3 separate regions of the Zea mays genome follow, and regions 1 and 3 are each linked to region 2. Evidence: chromatin contacts called from public Hi-C data. All regions are on one chromosome and are shown on one strand. Each heading gives the region's core, a stretch centred on a gene start, on an enhancer-like site or on the middle of the called end of the contact. The rest is flanking DNA. Distances are from core to core; before and after follow the strand shown. Region 1 holds the start of LOC100279594. Region 2 holds the start of LOC100193327. Region 3 holds the start of LOC100285792.

Region 1 (4,513 bases), core at 142-2,641, 240 kb after region 2:
CGGCGCGCTGGTAAGTACGGCGGACTCGGTCCCCTAACAAACTAGGCAACGGCCTCTAGAGGATAAGTGATCAGCCACTTTTACACAGGGACATACATAAAATTTTATTAAAAGGACATATTAACTATAGAACTCATCTTGTCAACAGACAACAGCTTCTTCAATACTAAACCTTGGTCGAACACCACACCAGAATAGCAACATTAATATTGGCAAATAAAACATTAATGAATTCCTCCTTGTTGATATGATATGGAGCAAAAAGACACTGGTCTCCGCCTCCGGACGTCCGCACGTGACAGACCAACCCAACAACAAAACATCATCCAGCGCACGCGCCTCCACAGGGAAAACGCGTCCTCGGTACTCACGAAAACCAAATTCGATGCAGGGACGCGTGTAACTTTTGTGTTTGGGACAAAAAAAAACACGTTTGTTGCTTTCCAATAAAATTGGCGCTTCTCATTCCCTGGAGGAAACACACATTTTCACTGTTTTGCTCCGATATTTCACAAAGAAAAAGAGAATTCAAATTAGTACCTGATGAAGAAAAATATATGTTTAAGAACGAACGGCTTAGTGTATATTAGTGATACAGTACATAATGACAAACTGTATTTTCGCTTCGAGTTGAATACAGCTGTTTAGATTGTTACAGCTATAATCTATATATAGAAAATATTATGGAATCAGTAGCATTAAGGATTAAAGCCAACGGACATGCTATTAAAATGAAAATCTAAAACGTGTACAGCCCATTCTGCTACGAACATCCGGCCAGAACATCGTTAACCCTTCCTCTACTGTGTCGCGTCTTCATCTATGTCTTTGACGGTCCTGACTGTGTTGACTTCAGTACCATCCCTTCTATCATGATTGACTTACGTATCTCTTGTATTGAACTAATCAATCATGAACTATTAGATACCTTTGTGGTACCTAAGTCTACCACTATAATCGTACATGTAGCGGTGTTCATAAGAATAATCAGGTTGTTTGTACTACTGTAACTATAATACATAGAAACTAAAACGTTGTAGAAATAGTAGAAACCGGTACGAATTAAAGTCAAACGAATAGTCTAGCATATTGTCTAGAGAGGTTAGTCATATCCTCTGAATAATCTTCAGCTCATGAAATCCAGTACGACGATTATCCCACACTATTCTCCTAGAAGTACAAGAATTTTTTTCCCAAAATAAATGAGAGGGAATGATGAAGAGAAATACATTATCAGTTAATGGACACTTCTCTCTCTTTTATTTTGAACTAATAACTGTTTTAGTGCGGTAGTGCCATCCTGTCAGCTCGCATTCACACACACTCCCCAGTCCCCACTCTTGCTATATTGGCCTCGTCTCGTCTCGTCTCCGTTTCTGGCAATCCCCATCCCCAAATCTCCCATGGCTTCTTCCCCTCCCCAGCCACTCACCCGCACCGTCCTCGCCGCTACCCTGCTCCTCCTCTTGCACAATGCCGCCGCCAGAGCCGACGGCGCGTCGCCGGCGGTGAACCCATTCACGGCGAAGGCGGCATTCATCCGATACTGGAACCGCAAGGTGCCCAACAACCGCCCGCACCCGGCCTTCTTCGTCGCCAAACTCTCCCCGCTCCCGGCCGCTGACTCCGCCTCCTTCCCATCCGCGCTGCCCGACATCCGCGCCAGCCTACCCGCGCTCTGCACCAAAGCCGCGCTCCTCTGCCCCGGGCCGGCTACTACTGATGCGGCGTCGCTGACATCGGGCCGCAGGGGCGGGGGACCTTTCAAGGGCTACAACAACGCCAACTTCTCCAACTACGGCACCGGCGGCGTAGCGGGGACCGACTCGTTCCAGAAGTACTCCCCGGACCTCAACATCGCCGCCGACAGCTTCCGCCGCTACGGCCGGGACTCGTCGGGACGCGCCGACAGCTTCACCTCTTACGAGGCCGACGGCAACGTCGTGACCGCCAACTTCACCTCCTACGCCGGCGGCGCCACGGGTGGTTCGGGCTCCTTCGCCGCCTACGCCGCCGAGACCAACGTCCCGGACTCCACCTTCACCAACTACGACGCCGCCGCCAACGGCCGCGGCCGGAGCTTCGCGTCCTACTCCCAGGAGGCGAACCATGGGGAGAACGGCTTCTCCGGCTACGGCAAGAACGGCAACGGCGTGCGCGAGACGTTCAAGTCCTACGGCAATGAGTCCAACGTGCTGGCCTCCGGCTTCGCCAACTACGGGCAGTCCGCCAACGGCGCCACGGACACCTTCACGGGCTACGGCGTGGAGGGGAACGTCCCTGAGAACAGGTTCCGGAGCTACGGCGCCGGCGGCAACGCTGGCGTCGACACCTTCAAGAATTACCGCGACGACGGCAACGTCGGCGACGACAGGTTCACCTCCTACGCCAAGGGCGCAAACGGCGGCGCGGCGGAGTTCCAGAGCTACGGCAACTCGGCCAACCCGGGCAGCACCATCTTCAAGGGCTACGGCGAGGGCACCAACCCCAACCACCACATTGGGTTCAAGGAGTACGCCGGCGAGAACAACACCTTCAAGGGCTATGCCAAGAGCGGTGTGGACTTCAAGGGGTACCACAACACCACCGTCTCCAGCTCCACCGCCGCGGTGCTGACGGTGTCGGCGGAGGCAGCGGCATCGATGCATCACGAGCACCTGAAGTGGTCGCCGGAGCCCGGGAAGTTCTTCAGGGAGCGGGAGCTCGTGGCCGGGAACCGAATGCCGATGCCGGACATCAGGGACAAGATGCCGCCCAGGGCGTTCCTGCCCAGGGCCATCGCCGCGAGGATACCGTTCGAGCCCAACGCCGTGTCGGAGGCCTTCGGGCTGCCCCTCGACACGGCGCTGGGGAAGGCCGTGGCGTCCACGGTGGCGGAGTGCGAGCGCGCGCCGAGCAAGGGCGAGACGAAGCGGTGCGCGACGTCGGCCGAGGACGTGGTGGACTTCGCGGTGGAGGTGCTGGGCGACGACATCGTGGTGCGCAGCACGGCGTCCACGGCGGGCGGCGGCGGGCGCGTCCAGCTGGGCGCCGTGGCCGGCGTGGACGGCGGCAGGGTGACGCGGTCCGTGTCGTGCCACCAGAGCCTGTTCCCGTACCTGGTGTACTACTGCCACTCCGTGCCCAAGGTGCGGGTGTACGAGGCCGACATCCTGGCCGCCGATGGCTCCGGCTCCGGCGAGAAGATCAACCGCGGGGTGGCCATCTGCCACCTGGACACGTCCGACTGGAGCCCGGCGCACGGCGCGTTCGTGGCGCTCGGCGGCAAGCCCGGCGAGGTGGAGGTGTGCCACTGGATCTTCGAGGGCGACATGACGTGGACAGTCGCGGACTGATGGAGTGAGTGACGTTCCTCTCTGCCTGCTTGCAAGAGCACACGACTAAGAAGAACTACTAAGAAGAATTATTTTCTCCCTCTCTCTTTCTCTCTCTCGCAAATTATTATTTTTGTCCACTCCTTTCTCGATCTACCTTATATGACGAAGGTGGTAAGAATTGGTCCAGGAGAAAAAAAAAGGTTTGGCGAACGATGAGAATGTTGTAAACTGTAAATCTTGGGTAGGGGAATAGCTGGCGATGTGATTGCCTTGGATCAAATCGCTGCTGTTGTTGTCATGATGGTGGTGCAAACAAAGGGAGTTTCTGTTATTCCAAAACAAAAGCTTGGTGAAATTTCATTTCAGCAGTATAAACTGTAAAGTGGGTGTGCTTCAAGTACGCCGTGTCATTTTCGGTGTGTGTGTGTATGTATGTAGCGGATCTCGCAGAAGCAAATAGTTCCTTCCACGGCCTCATCTCAGAGGAAAAGCGAGCAGCTTGTTGTAAACCATGGACCATGGACGGACGATGCTCCAGTGTCCGGAGGGGGGCAGGAAGAAAGTGACGCGGCAAAGAAAGCGCGTGTGAGGAAGAAGAGAAGCACAGCACAGGTTCCCTTTCGCATGGCCTGTCAATTCCAGCAATGGGTTCGATTCCGAAGTCGGTCCTGCCACTGGCGTGGCTCAAGAAAACGGCAGGTCCGAATGATCTGGCCGTCACTCACCACCCATGGCATGGTGGTAGGACTACGTACTGCATCTGTATGTTGCAATGTCACTTTCGGCGAGGATCTGGACTCATCTTGGATTGGACTGGTAATCCCTCAGGATCAGATCAGAAGCCTCTGCTCAAACCGAGCTAGCTATTCGTTGCCGTGCTGCAGTGGATGTTCATCCGTATTCTCATCTCATGGTTGTTGTAACAGCTGGAGCTGGACCTGGAGGTGAATGCGTTGTTGCCTAGCGTGCGCATCGTCAGTACAGTGCTAGTTTAATCGGGGAGGACTTTGGCGTCTGGCTGGCCGCCCAGGTTGTGAGCTGCGACAACTTGCTGGCTCACGAGCTCTAGGCAGCAGGCTGGGGCTGGGCCTCTCTCTGCCCCCGTGACGGCCGCCAGTACTTAGCCCGATGCCTCTTTGTGATCTTGCAATCACGAGGGCAAGCTAATGCCGTTATAATACTCATGTTACTGTACT
Region 2 (4,296 bases), core at 512-3,011:
GGAAGTAGACCAACACTCGCGCTAGTGGAGTTTGCAATGAACCCGAAATACAAGTTGGAGTTCAAGAGAATAATAGTGAAGTTGCACTTGTTCTAGAAGAGAATGGACATATTCCAGATGCCAATGGCAAAGATGTTAATGCTCAAGCCGAAGGTATAAATCAGTTGAACCCGAATCACATTATTTCTGATCCGGGACTTCGTATTCCAATCGATTCTTTTGCTCCTAATATTAGAGATGATTATAGCTAAAGGTCCGACTCAACCAATTGGTCATAATTTTCCTCAGTCACATGACAAAAGGAGCTTTCAAAAACATTGGTTCAGACAACATAGTTGGTTGGAATATAGTGTGGAGAAGAATAAGGCTTATTGCTTCTATTGTTACCTTTTAAGCATGATCGAATGGATGATAAATTTTGCCATGATGCATTTACAAAAGTTGGCTTCTCACAATAGAGAAATGTTTATACGGCATTTCCAAAACATGTTGGTGGGTCTAATAGCATACACAATACTGCAGCAACAGCATTCCATGATTTTTGTAACCAAAGGTCAAGTGTTAGTCATAAGGTTTCAAATTATAGTAAAGATGCATTGGTCAAATATGAGACACGGTTGGAAACTTCATTAAGTATTGTTAATCTCTTGCATTGCAAGCTGAATCATTCCGGGGACATGGTGAGACTAGTACTTCCTTAAACAAAGGGATTTTTTTAGAATTTATTGATTGGTACAAACAAAGGAATAGGTGAGAAGAGCTTTTGATGAGTTGTGTCCCAACTCCCAAAAATGCCAAGATGACTTCGGGGACGATTCAAAAAGAACTTGCAAATTGTTGTGCAGAAGAAATCACACGTGCAATTAAAGAAGAAATGGGGGATTGTTTATTCTCTATTCTTGTTGATGAATCCTGTGATATATCGGTTAAAGAACAAATGGCTATTGTTGTGAGATTTGTCAATAAAAAGGGTGAAGTAATAGAAAGATTTTTGGGCATCAAGAATGTGAAGGACACAACATCAAAATCATTGAAGAAAGCATTAGTTGAGATGTTATGTGATCATGTGTCATAAATTTTTATTCGTCGTTGGGTTAGCAACACCTAGATTTTCTGGCGTCCTCCGCCACTGAACATAGTTATTCATTATAGACATACAGCCTACGCAACTTAAGATTAAATAAACAATCATAAAATATCAACAGAAACAAGTTGATTCACAAAAAACCGCAGGTGCCCTAGCTCTGGAAGTGCCACAATATCCCAATTGGATCAACAATCAGTAAAGATGACAGAGCCAGACGAAACAAGAGGAACTTATCCTGTAAAATTACACCATCCGAGGGAAGGTAACCACCACCGCCTCAATCATCATGCCAAAACCTAGGCACAGAGATTTGACTACGAGAAAACACCACCAACGCCAACAGCGTGGAGCGCCCCAGTTCCACCAGCACAGTCGATTCACCTGCCTCCGCGACACTAGATCGAAAGTAGACACGCAGGCTAGACAACAAGGACCAAGCGGCCAGGCGCCGTCGAGAGGTCGTCATCGCAGAGAAAGAGAGTGGGGCCGGCAAGGAAGACTTGCCTGATCCAAGCGGTGTCGGACGGAGACTAAAAGGGTCGAGGCAGAGCTGCCGCGCGGCGGGGACGATCCCGCAAGGCGGCTCGGCCAAGGACTAGGGTTCGAAGGTCGACCTCGTGTGTGCGTCCCGCCGGCTGATGGCGTCGGCAGGATGTATTGGGGTGGGAGTTGGAGGGATCAGGGATGAGAAGGGGAATTTCTGACAGAACTATGGAAGGCTGCGGCCGTGGCCGCGGCGGTTTGGATTAGGATTGCTGACGAGGAGAGAGGGTCCGTTGTCTGGCTTCCTTTAGACTGTCTTCAACCGTTCCCCTAAATTTCTCCCTCTATATCCCACTCACGTGCCACGTCAGCGTTCTCTTTCCCCTTATATTTCCACCCTATACAGCGGTTCCCCCTAAATCCTTCCTCTATACCACACTATAATCATAAAATATCATTTTTCATACCTATTCACCATCTATTATTATTTTTTTCCAACTAAAAAACACTGTCGCACACGTAAACCAAGGGCAGGGGGGTCAGAGCCGCACCCCCACACTTGCTGTATTCCTGTAGCGTACACTATAACTGTAGCGTGTAGAGGGGGCATCGTTGTAGGGATTTCAACCCCCTAAACGGCTAAGGGGTAGGGGAGGGGGAGCTCGGCGGGAAACGTTGAAAGCAGTCTTAGACTGTCTTCAACGGTGAACGCCTCCCTCCCCCCTCTCATTCTGTAGCGGCAACAGGATCCCCCTATACACTGCATCGGTTCCCCCTTCAATGCCCTCAATACCACAGCAGGCTTCTCTCTCCCTCTCCGTCAAGCGTGACGCTAAATCGTCCTCCCACCTCGCTGTTGTCGCCGAGTGCACTGCCATGGACGTCATCGTCCCGCTCCATAGGTTGCCGCGCCACCGAGCAGAGAACCAGTAGTTGAGTTAGCTGTAGCGCAATGTATATTTTAGTAGCATGGTGGGATTTAGAGAGATGGTATAGAGGAAACCATTGCAGAAGGTGAATATATAGGAGGAGAGAGGGTGATGATGTGGCATGGAAATAGGATATAGGGGGAAAATTTAGGGGAAACCGCTGAAGACAGTCTTAACAAGTCACCTTCTCAAATCCTTCTTTCTATTCATATTTAAAAATATTTCTCCTCCAATACTCTTGCACATATTTCACCTCCTCTCCAACAATTTCTCTTATTCAACTATCATTTACTCTTGGTGAGTTAGTTGACTTTTTCACAGCATTTTTTAGAGTTTTAGAAATACCACAATATTTATAGTACCATAATACATATTGTTATGATGTAATTAAACTTAAAATCTATTTAGGAGACACAGGCTACCTCGCCCACGCAAAAGGTGTGCTAGGGGCCTAGGGGGCACTGTTGGAGTCCACCAGTCACTATTCATACATGACTACGCGGGGGAGTGAGCGTGGAAAGGCGCTGATGGAGAGCGTCTCATGCGTCAAGATCGTGTCTTCGTTTGGACTCTTTTGGTTTCAAGCCTCAAAATTAAGGGGGTGTATGCCTAAAGTTAGTCCATGTCACATCAGATATTTCAATACCAATTACTAGTATTAAATATAGATTAATTATAAAACTATACACAGATAAAGCGATAAAGGGCGTGACGAGTCCCCACGCACTGGATACCCAAAGTAGGCCTATTACTTGTGGTGACCCATCTGGGTAAGAAGCCACGGGAGTAGGAACGACCAACTCCTGTCGAGTAACTCTACGAGGCGGACAAGACCGATCAACTCCCACCGAGTAACTCTACGAGGTGGACAAGACCGACCAACTCCCACCGAGTAACTCTCCGACGCAAACAAGACCGACCAACCCCCGCCGAGTAACTATGCAAGGCGGACAAGACCGACCAACTCCCGCCGAGTAACTCTGTGAGGCAGACAAGACCGACTAATTCCTGTCGAGCAACTAGGCGAGGCGGAGATGTGAAGACCCATGTGTCACACCCGGATTTCTAGGGGTCCAAAACTCGGGCGCGAAAAATCTCCAGGTGTGCTGGGACCAAGTCTCACACATATGATGAATAGTGGTACAGAAACGAATGTCACATCCTTACTATATAATAGGGGTTCTGTACAAAATAAATAAATAATTGCATCATATGAAGACACGATTCAACAACCCAAAGTTGACTGGGAGACGACGACCTAGACCACTCACGAACTCATCACAGCATCCTCCATGCGCCTCATCCTGCGGTACCTGTTCTTGACCTGTGAGGGGGTGTGAGACAGCAAGAGTGAGTTCACATACGTTCATCGCTCAACAGGTTGTGGGGAATAATGTGCATGAACTCGCCAAAGGTGGGAGCTCACGTGAAGTGTAAGGCTTACCAAAGAGGATGGTTAGAGCTGAGCATTGCTTTTAAAGTTGGTCAAAATTTTATTAGCAATTACTAAGTATAAGTAAATACCAACACAATTAAGTAGTAGAACAAAAGTGATAACAACACCTGCCATGCAATGCATATGACAAATTGAATTTAGTTCCATAAATTAATCATGTGAGGGTCCGAGATACTCATGACCGTGAGCACGACTGATATACCAGTTTTACACTCTGCAGAGGTTGCACATCTTTACCCACAAGTCGTGTTACCCATTTGCCACGGGGTTGATCGGACCCCATACACCTCTTCCAAGGAAGCGAGGCAGGGTACCACTACGAGGCCTTTACAAAGTTCCAC
Region 3 (4,316 bases), core at 1,776-4,275, 190 kb before region 2:
TGTCATGCTTATTTTGTATCCTCGGCAAGGTAAGCGTCTCCGGGATGCCAGGCTCCACGGCGCCATATGTACAGGAAATTTAGGGCTTTATCATAAGGGGCCAACATAGGCTAGCCAATATCAGCTCACAGCAAAAGCTTGAGAGGTGTGGATCATGCACGTTAGCACGTATATGCATAGAATGGTCTGAGGTTTGCACTCTCCAAGCACCAGGTCATTCTAGAGTTCAAATTAAGAATGAGTAGGCAATGTATGGGTACCTAACTCAAAACTCCAACACCCTGCTCATTTTTCTGTTGGTTCTTCAAAGGATTTAATAGTCTGTTTTGGTTGGTAAACTCTACTAGGAAGCGACATGGTTCAGATGTTTCCACAAGGGGATCTATAGGAAGGAATCATCTTGCTATTCAAAGGGTGTGTTTGGTTTGACTTTTGGCTTTGACTTTTGCCCCCTAAAAGCCAAAAGCCAACCAAAGGGTTGGATCCAGGAAGCAGCTTTTTCTAAAAGACGACTTTCTCGTAGTGGAAATCTGAAAGCACCCCTGGACCTGCTTTTAGTGGCTTTCTGTGAAAACATATATCGAAGAATTTTTAATGACTTTTAGTGGTTTCCACCAAACGGTTTTTAGCTTTTTAATAGCTTACAGCCTACAGCAGCTTTTTCCACAGCTCACAGCCCACAGCAACTTTTTTCACAGCCACAGCCCAACCAAACAGACCCAAAATTGAATAATAAAATAATTTCTTCCACATGGATCCTCTCGTGATCATTGGTCACGAAACCAGCCCTTTGTCTTTAGGAAAGATATGATTTTAATCTCTAGGACTTGAACATTTTGATTTCCATGGAGAAAGTGTGAGACTATTGATTTTGTTACCTCATTTACTTGGGCCTTCTATGGACTCATATAACTAATAGTTACCTACTAATAATTAGCTCCTTCGAATACAGAGGGGTCCAGTCCAATTTATAGTATAGCTATTTGTTAACTGACTATTCAACTAACAATTATATCACTAGTTGGGCCAAATTAGCTAAAATTAGCTATGAGCCAGCTAGCTATTAGTAGCTAATGGATCCTTGCAGGACCTTAGTCATATCAACATTGTCATATATTCTTTCCTCAAGTATAATTCACTTGTTACCCAAAGATCAGCATCCAGTCAATCTACATGGAATTGTGGAAAGTCAGACATGTAAGGAATTGTGGCTTATTTAGAAACGATGTGCTTGTGAAGATATAGATGTCAAGTATAACATTCTGCATTGCACACTGTTCATATTCAGCCATGCCAATTCAGTGATTCACACCACTTTTTTAATGGCATGATCACTTCATATTCACTGTGTGAGCTCTACAGCTTCATTGATCATTCATTTCATAGGACACTTATTTCAAACTAATTTTCCAGGCTGGATTTATTAGTTTTAACATGCTGATTGAATGAGTGTTATCCCCAACCCCAATATCCCCATAGTTTTACTAGTATGCATAGTTACCACTGAAATGCCTAATTATTAAAAAAAATCAGCAGTGAAGCCAACAAAGTTTGTGAATCCGAGTTCTTTGCATCCTAAAAAAAACAGAAAGAAAAGCACCCAACAGAATCAAACCGCTGAGGACAAGGGATACAGTGCCTTTGTTCCAATGTAGAGTTGATCAGTTGAGGCAGAATCATCATGCCTCTGTTCTTGCTCCATAAGCTTCCAGTACTTGAGGAATCTCTTCCTGGTGCTTATCAACGTACCTTTCCTTGAACTTCTTTTCCGGCATTGTCAGATGGCTCATCCTGATGCCTTTTTTGATGACACCACGGGACGCCAGTATATGAAGCACCCTGTACCTCGGCAGTACCCGCTTCTCGTGGCTGAAGGAAAGAATAGTCGGGTACGACGACAGAACATCAGGGTTCCAGCCAAGCTTTTCAGCAATGAACTGCATGCGTTTCTTGACCTTGTCCTCGGACACCGTCATGAAGTAGGGGTGCCTGACAAATGCCCGCCTGACCTGCTCCTCGGTCCACCCCAGACTGACATAATTCTCCACCCTGCGATCCCATTTGGACTGGTACATTCTGGCGAACACCCCAAAGGCGTAGGGGAAGGCGCCAGACTTTGGACTCACCCCGAGGTCCTTCATGGCGGTCAAGCCCTCATCAAAGCGGGTAGACCTGTGCACAAGAGCCCTGGGGTGGGTGGTGAGGAGCTTGACGAGAACCTCCTCAGTGACGCCGTGTTCGCGGAGCACCTGGAGCTTGGGAAGCAGGACGATCTCGAGGTTGTCGTAGATGAGCTCCATGGACTGCTTGACGGCGGCGAGCACGTTCTCTTCGGTGCCGAGAAGGTCCTTGAGGAGGCTGAGGTTGGGGCGCAGGCGAGTCTCGATCCCCGCGAGGAGGAAGCGGTGGGGGCTCGCGAGGAGGAAGCGGCGCAACTCGGCGGAGGAGAGGCCGAGCTCGCGGAGGTAGAAGTTCAACTTAGCGCCGAGTGTGACCGAGGAAAGGACCGCGGGGTACGCGGAGACGAGACGCGCGACGGAGGCGGGGGGCATGCCGAGCGTGTCGCGGAGGAGCGCGACCACGGCGTGCGCGTTCTTGGTGGAGCGGAGGTGCACGCGCTCGGCCGCCTTCGCGGCGTCGGCTTCTTCGAGGCCGCAGGAGTGGCGAAGGAAGTGGACCGTCAAGGAAGCGCCGTTGCTTCCTCCGGTCCCACGCTCCGCGGAGGCGACGGCGAGGGCGGAGGGGACGCGGGAGATCGGGGCCGTGCCGCCTACAAGCTGTTCGACGAAATGTCGGACAGACGCGGAGGAGCCGGCAGCAAGCCCGCCCTCGTTCGAGACGCGGCCAAGGAGCCGGCGGAAGAAGGACCCGGCCTCGGGGAGGCTGCGGCGGAGCATCTGGCAGCGGCGAGGAAGAGTGGGGGGGGGGGGGGGGGGGGGGGGGATTGCCCGGTTCTGTGCTCAGCCCCTCACTCCGGCGGCGAGAGTGGGAGTCGAGGGTGGGTGAGGGTTTTTTTGGACGGTGCGGTACAGTCGCAAGGCAGGGGTGAGAGATGCAAATCATTCGAAAATACTGGGCCTTGGCGTGCTTAGAAGCGGGCCCATGCAGGACAAATGCTCACTCGGCTATTTTGTAAAACGCAACCAACCAAATTATCTCTACATCTGTAAACTCCACTAAAAGCTAGTTTAGCAACTCTACTATCTAAATAACATTATCATTTTCTTAAAAGAAAAATAAAAATTCCTTGAAAAAAATAGGATTACCAAACTAGTTCTAAATCCATTAAAAAAATGTGCCTAAAGTTGTCATACCATCAAAATCATAAATTCATATCACTGAATAACTCTTCTCCTTACTCATCCAAATCTAGTGACCAATATCCCTCGTCCCCTCATTTGAAAAGTGTTCATACTTCCGGCCTCATGTTTCTTGCTGTTTTATTAATTCACTAGGAACGTGCCCGTGCGATGCCACGGAACACAAATTGTGACCCTCCAATGGACTTGGGGCTCTGGCGACGGGCGACGTGAGTACAATAAATTTGTGTTCCGTGGCATCGCACGGGCACGTTGCAACGACATACAAAATGTTCAACAAAATGTTAGTGCACAATGATTATATAGAAACAAACACCACGTGGTTGGGACTACTACTCGACGACAATGCTAATGTGACCTTTATCAAGCATGTGTGGGCCTAGGGTAAGGTAGTCATATTCCATTGCAACATACATTTAAAGGTTTCTTAAGTTCCTTATCAGTTTTCATGAGTTCGTCTCCTCGACAGTGGATCCAAATTGCAGGTCTACTATCAAGTAAGAAGTTGAGCTCTAAAGCTGCATAGTATGGATAAAGTTGTTCAAATGCAGGAATCAAACAGAAATATGGAGTCTATACACAACCCAAGCAGTGGAGGTTGAGGGAGAGAGCTGATCGAATCGAATGCCATAGACAAACAGATATGGGTGGTTGCATGTTGCCAATGGGTGCTTGTTGCCAAGCGTGGTGTGGAGCTTGATGATCATCTCAAAAATTCTCACAAATAAAGGAAAAAACATAACCCTATAAATGTCAAGAGACAAGGCTTATAACAAAAAAGAGTGTGCCTTCACAACAGTCTCACTTAACCAAGAGATGAACCCATATTTATTGAGGTAGCCAGCCATTGCTATATGTGCCGCAGACCATGTAAGTGTATCACACGCCACAGACTCTGCCAAACACTCTTTCCATGTGACAACCCTTGACATTAATAGGACCGCTAGGCCAAGAATTGTTGCAGACATCGCATCCACATTGAGCATTCCTACAAAG

The links. Hi-C and Micro-C count contacts between places; a contact is called where the count stands out from the background.
Region 1: a Hi-C map of leaf shows a contact between it and region 2, with 4 times the contacts expected there. The contact joins the promoter of LOC100279594 here to the promoter of LOC100193327 in region 2. A contact is called at or near these places in 6 of 25 Hi-C or Micro-C datasets (bundle sheath, ear, endosperm and 2 more).
Region 3: a contact with region 2 is called in a Hi-C map of leaf, with 5 times the contacts expected there. The contact joins the promoter of LOC100285792 here to the promoter of LOC100193327 in region 2. A contact is called at or near these places in 6 of 25 Hi-C or Micro-C datasets (bundle sheath, ear and leaf).

The regions. Positions count from the first base shown.
Region 1 is chr4:75,739,672-75,744,184 of Zm-B73-REFERENCE-NAM-5.0, forward strand. LOC100279594 reads left to right here and starts at 1,392. Exons shown (of 1, transcript NM_001152591.1): 1 at 1,392-3,823. The coding sequence starts at 1,404. The coding sequence ends at 3,335.
Region 2 is chr4:75,503,973-75,508,268 of Zm-B73-REFERENCE-NAM-5.0, forward strand. LOC100193327 reads right to left here and starts at 1,762. Exons shown (of 8, transcript NM_001138464.1): 1 at 1,592-1,762.
Region 3 is chr4:75,308,722-75,313,037 of Zm-B73-REFERENCE-NAM-5.0, forward strand. It overlaps LOC100285792, which reads right to left and starts at 3,026. Exons shown (of 1, transcript NM_001158682.2): 1 at 1,601-3,026. The coding sequence starts at 2,897. The coding sequence ends at 1,680.